Regions from separate parts of the Lactuca sativa genome. Here region 1 is linked to region 2. The links are chromatin contacts, called in public Hi-C maps. All regions are on one chromosome and are shown on one strand. The core of a region is the stretch at or near the end of the contact, and the rest is flanking DNA. Distances in the headings are between cores, read along the strand shown.

Region 1 (3,081 bases), core at 324-2,823, 140 kb before region 2:
ATTACTTTTTATGAATAGTTTAGAACTTAACCAAATAAACCATTTTCTTTTTTTAAAGTCAATTTTTATGAATGGATTGCATAGATAAAAATTGATTCATTCACTTTGGATTTGATGTGTTATTAGTACTATACACAGTTTATGTGTTAGATTATCTGAGTTATTTTTTGTTGCCCTCGACAACCTCCATTGAGGAAGTTAGATACATGACAAATGATCATGCAAACATGTTTATTTAACAACCGGTCATATGGTGAACGAATCGTCTCTCATGTGCAACCAACTTTCATTTTTTTTTCTTTCCAAAAATGACATCATCCAATTGTTAAAGAAAATAAGCTAATGGAGTAAGCGAGTGATCCAATATGACCCAACATGAACTTGTAGATCGATTTCTATGAAGTTAATGGGTAATCACATAACTAGAATATTGTGGTGGTTTTTGGATGTATTTTTAAGCATTAACTAATGACTGTAGATTGGTATTAAAGGGAATCTCATTGGACACAGTCATGACGTATCATAACATATGACTCAAATTATATATGCCTCTCATGCTCTATAAGAATAGACATTTTTACTGGATTACTTAGGATACGAGAAAAATAGATAGAGCCGTTGTTAAACGAAAAGAGAAAATATCATGTTTTCGTAGGAAAATATGATGTTATTTAGAAAGGCTTAGAAAACACCATATTTTCATAAAAAACGATGATGTTTTCTCAAGAAGACACGAGAAAACACTGGAAAATACTAAAAACCCTACAAAAATAGCCAAAAGCAATGTTGTTTCGTATTTTTGTAGAGGTCGTTGTGAAGATAATGGTTATTTAATTTTATTAATTATTATTTAGGTCTTTTAGACTTGAGGGAGTGGGAGGCACCAGGCCTAGCCACCACCCCCGCTAAGCAATTGCTACATCGTCCCCCATGAATCTCTAAGCTTGTCATCAAGATTGCCTTACCATATGCTTGACGAGATAAAAGAGAAGATGGAAAGAAACACAGGTGGTCTCCACTTGACTATTTCATTGTTTCAGCTTTAAATAGCTGTAACTTCAGCTTAAAACTTGTATCTTACTAAAGTTTATGTTAATTAAATATTTAAATAAACATTTATTTGATTTAAAAAAAATGTTTACTTTTTAAACACATCAATATTCCATATCATCAAACTATACTTACGTGTCCATAAAAAATATAATGTAACAATACTTTAGCACCTGCTACCACTCTCTCTAGCTTTATAATATTGGAATTACGACGATATATTTATTTTTGTGTTTTGTTAAGAAAAAAAATAAAATCTAAGTTTGATGTTTGGTTTATCCATTCTTTGGAGTGAAAACAAACTTGCATTTTGTTGTGTTGCTTGACCCAAGAAGTAAGCATAGAGTACACGGTAAAAAGAGAGTCATTGGCGCTATTGTACCAATGTATGTCGATTCGTCAATAATTTGACTTTTTGTGAGAACAAGAAACAGGTGACGTCACCATCAAACCAATCTAACGTGTTTAATCGCTACTGGCTACAAGTCAGATTACTCACAACTCATCCTGCTGAAGATAACAGATAAGCCTTACATTTTCGACCTCACTTGAGCCCTTTGCCCTTTCCAATTTCCCCCAATTTCAACTTCTCTCCACTCTCTCTCTGCTAATTCTAGTTTTGAATGGATTCCCTTTTCAATTTATGACCTAATTTCATCTGGGCATCATTCAAATTTCGTAATCCCATCCTGCATTTTTCTTAATAATGGCGGCTATTGCTTCAATTTCTTTCCACGGAGTCACTCAATCATCATCCGAAAGAAAAATCTGTCTCCCATCTCCATCTCCATCTCGCTCCTCTCTTTCAAATTTCGATTCGATTAGGGTTCGTACAACCTTCTCATTTCGTTCCATAAGCGTTCGTCCTTCGAAATCGAGTTCTCGCTTTGCAGTTCACTGCATGTCTACAGGATCAGGCAAGTTCTAATGCTTATGATTTATCAAATTTTCTATGCCTTAGCAATGTAGGATATTTAAATTGAAGATAATCTGATTTAACATATTAGCAATTAGTTGTTTGGTCGATGAGTTACTGATGCATTGATATTCTAATAATGGAGTAACATTTCACCTGAAAATTGATACAAACTTCCTTCAATTTGTAGAAAAGATTGACAAATAAGCTCTATTAATCTGACAATAGGTTTTCGTTTTCCCTTCAGAAGCACCACCAGTTTCCGAGACAAAATTAAAATTCCTCAAAGCTTACAAACGCCCAATTCCAAGCATCTACAACAGTGTGCTACAAGAACTAATTGTACAACAACATCTAATGCGATACAAAAAGACCTATAGATATGATCCAGTATTCGCTTTAGGCTTTGTTACTGTTTACGATCAACTCATGGAAGGATACCCAAGTGACGAAGATCGGGAGGCCATCTTCCAATCCTACATCAATGCCCTAAACGAAGACCCACAACAATACAGGCTTGTCACTGAATTCCCACCGAGCTTTTATTTCTTTTTTCTCTTGTGTTGATTCAATGTTCATCTGACATAAAAGCGTAACATTCATATGAACAATTCTTTCTCTACCATTAGGGCTGATGCAGAGAGATTGGAAACGTGGGCCCGTGCCCAAAACTCCAGTTCATTGGTTGATTTTTCATCAAAATCAGGAGAAATTGAGGACTTGTTGAAGGATATTGCAGAAAGAGCAGGGGGTAATGGAAGTTTCAGCTACAGTCGATTCTTTGCTGTTGGTTTATTTCGCCTTCTTGAATTAGCAAATGCAACAGACCCCACTGTTTTAGAAAAGGTAATAATAAAAATTTGATAGTAAACAACGAGGTAATAGGTAAAGGGTTGGTGTCTTAATACATTAAGCCATGTTGTTCATTAAGTCATTCTGTTAAAAACTAATTTTATGTCTGTTTGGGTACCAGCTTTGTGCAGCACTTAATATCAACAAAAGAAGTGTTGATAGGGATCTTGATGTATACCGTAATCTCCTCTCAAAGCTTGTTCAAGCGAAAGAGCTTCTAAAAGAATATGTTGCGAGGTAATTAATTAATTTACTTTTTGAAA
Region 2 (2,763 bases), core at 162-2,661:
AAGTCATTAAATGGAGTCCTTCATTAAAAAGCTATTTCCAAGCTGCATCTACAGTCTATAGCTTGCGGGGGTGTTAGACTTTGTTATCAAATGACAATTGGTTAGTTAGTTGAAGGGTATTGTTGTAATTTCATACAGAAGTTTGTTAGTTTTGTTTGTTAGACACAGTTGTTTATGAGTTAATGTATATAGCTCAGTTAGATCATTGTAATGAGATAGATTCGAATATCATCTTCTCTTTCATCTTCTTTCTCTCAAAGTTATTGATTACTCTTATGGAGAAGAACGAAAATGGAGAGTAACTAATTCTTTTAATATTTTTTTAAAGCGGTTCCCCTATATGAGAAGCAATTGATATTCGAAAATATTGAAAACCCATCGAACCGGTTCCGGTTCCAATATTTTAGAAACCATCGGTTCTTGTTGTGTCAAATTTAACTGGGTACCCACCTATATTTATCTTAATTTGCATGGACTCTCTTAATCACTTGTTTAGAATCGCTATGGAGAAGCCTGATGCAGTTGATATTACTTGGCCAATGAAATTGTTGACGAATATGTATGTTACGGGACATGTGGATATTTAGGAATAATCTTCCAATTTTCATGTCACAAATGAGATGACATCAGAGACTTTCTTGTGGATTAATACTTAGAGGCTATCCGGAGTGGATACCTCTTCACGCGTGAAAAACTAAGGTGGATGGGCCAAGAACGCGTGAATACTACCCCAAGCCCCGGTGGTTTGGGTGTGGCGTCTTTGTGAAGACGGAAGAAGACAACCAATAGAATATTGGCAGCAACATCGTCTCTCTTAATCTCTCTCTTCCTTTTGCCTCATCAGTCATCACCACCAACCCACCTGCGAATACCATTTCCACAACCTGGTGGGTTGGTTGTGAAATGGTAAAAAGTCTATGTGGCTTTCTTTTCACATATAACGCACTCGTGTCGATACGACACAATCTTATGATAGGAAGAAAGGATGTATGTTGAGCCGGATTAAATGGCGTACGTTGTAATATTCTTATCGAATGTAGTGCTTCATTGCAGCTAGTTATCTTCTTTCCTTAATAAATGTCGTTTTCAAAAAAGAAAAAAAGTACATAATATAATTAAAAGCAAATTAATGATGAACTAAAGAAAGTTCATGGATATTTCGACTTCAAGTGAAGGAAAACATCAAAAGAAATGATATCACGAAGTGTGTGTGTAAAGAAGAGAAGAAACTTCATAGAAATTCCCAACAACCTCACCCACCATTTATTTTTACTTTTTGAGATGTCAAACAAAGAGAAAGGTCAATCCCATTGATTAATCAACATGTGTCGCTTTTATCCAAATACATTTACCTTCACCTAGTTACCCAAACGATAATACGATATAGAGAGTGATCGGTGCGAATTCTTGTTGACTACGTAACAGTTTCCACAAAACTCTTCTATATATACATGGGAGTAGTCATCCTCCGTTCTGGACCTACCAATCTCAATGACTCAATTGTTCTTGCCAAAAAACCGAGTTTAATATTTACACTCTGATCATAGTAGTAACTAAAGCCTTGGGATCAGTTGGGATAAAGAGAGCTAGAAATGAGAAAACTACCATTTGAGAAAGATGGGCTTAAAAAAGGTCCATGGACAGAAGAAGAAGATCTCAAACTCATCCAATACATTCGAGCAAATGGACCTGGCAAATGGCGAAGCCTTCCCAAATACGCTGGTAAGTATCGTTTGTGGTTGCATCAAAAGAGTAGAACATTAATTTTTTTCTTTTCTAATATGTCGATATTTGATTATAACAGGGCTTCAGAGATGTGGAAAAAGTTGTCGCCTTCGATGGACAAACTACTTGAGGCCTGATATAAAGAGAGGAAGATTTTCATTTGAAGAAGAAGAAACCATCATCCAACTACATAGCATTCTTGGGAATAAGTGAGTTGATTTAAGTTCACTACTCAAAAATTAATGCGCATTAAAGTTTTAAGACCATATGAATTTTCGCTAGTTAGATATTCTGAACAGAGATACAATCGAAATACCATTATACTGCTTCATTTTCGCTGCTTAGATATTATATAAAAGGAATGTTTTATACCATTTATATTTTAGATTATTTTATACATCATTCCACCATTTTTTTTCTCAACTTTTCAAAGGTCTAAGCTATACTATACTTATATATAGGTGGTCATCAATAGCTGCTCGTTTACCTGGAAGAACGGACAATGAAATCAAGAACTACTGGAACACCCACATACGGAAAAGGCTACTCAAGAATGGAATTGATCCAGTGACTCATAATCCTCGCATTGACTTCTTGGAACTTTCATCCATACTGAATTCAGCTTGGTTTAATCTCTCAAACCTACTTAACCTTCAAACTCTTGTAAATCCTCAAGTCCTAACGCTTGCCACATTCTTGGGATCATCCTCATGTTCATCAAATAAAGAAAACCATGAGTTGTTTTTCAATCACCTCTTAAATCCTATGAACCCGACTCTTAATCAGCAAAATCGACCTTTAAGTGTCACAAGCAATCGGATTTTGAATCCAAGACACCTCATGCAAGCAAATGATATGCAAGATTTTCCAGAGAACTTGGTTAACCTTAAATGTGATACCATACAAGATGTTATGATGCGTACATGCTTGTCGGACGATTGTTTTGATATTCCAAATTACAACAAACAAGCATCTGAAAGCTTAAATTTTCAACCATCATATGGGGAAAATGATTTGCCTACAACCCAACATGTCAAC

Evidence for each region. A called contact is a pair of places that touch in the nucleus more often than the background predicts.
Region 1: a Hi-C map of leaf shows a contact between it and region 2, with 3 times the contacts expected there. The contact joins the promoter of LOC111914477 here to the promoter of LOC111914412 in region 2. A contact is called at or near these places in 2 of 4 Hi-C or Micro-C datasets (leaf and seed).

Annotation. Positions count from the first base shown.
Region 1 is chr3:54,674,197-54,677,277 of Lsat_Salinas_v11, reverse strand. LOC111914477 (protein THYLAKOID FORMATION1, chloroplastic) reads left to right here and starts at 1,573. Exons shown (of 5, transcript XM_023910216.3): 1 at 1,573-1,967; 2 at 2,214-2,481; 3 at 2,596-2,812; 4 at 2,940-3,055. The coding sequence starts at 1,757.
Region 2 is chr3:54,537,410-54,540,172 of Lsat_Salinas_v11, reverse strand. LOC111914412 (transcription factor MYB102) reads left to right here and starts at 1,411. Exons shown (of 3, transcript XM_023910157.2): 1 at 1,411-1,722; 2 at 1,805-1,934; 3 at 2,187-2,763. The coding sequence starts at 1,593.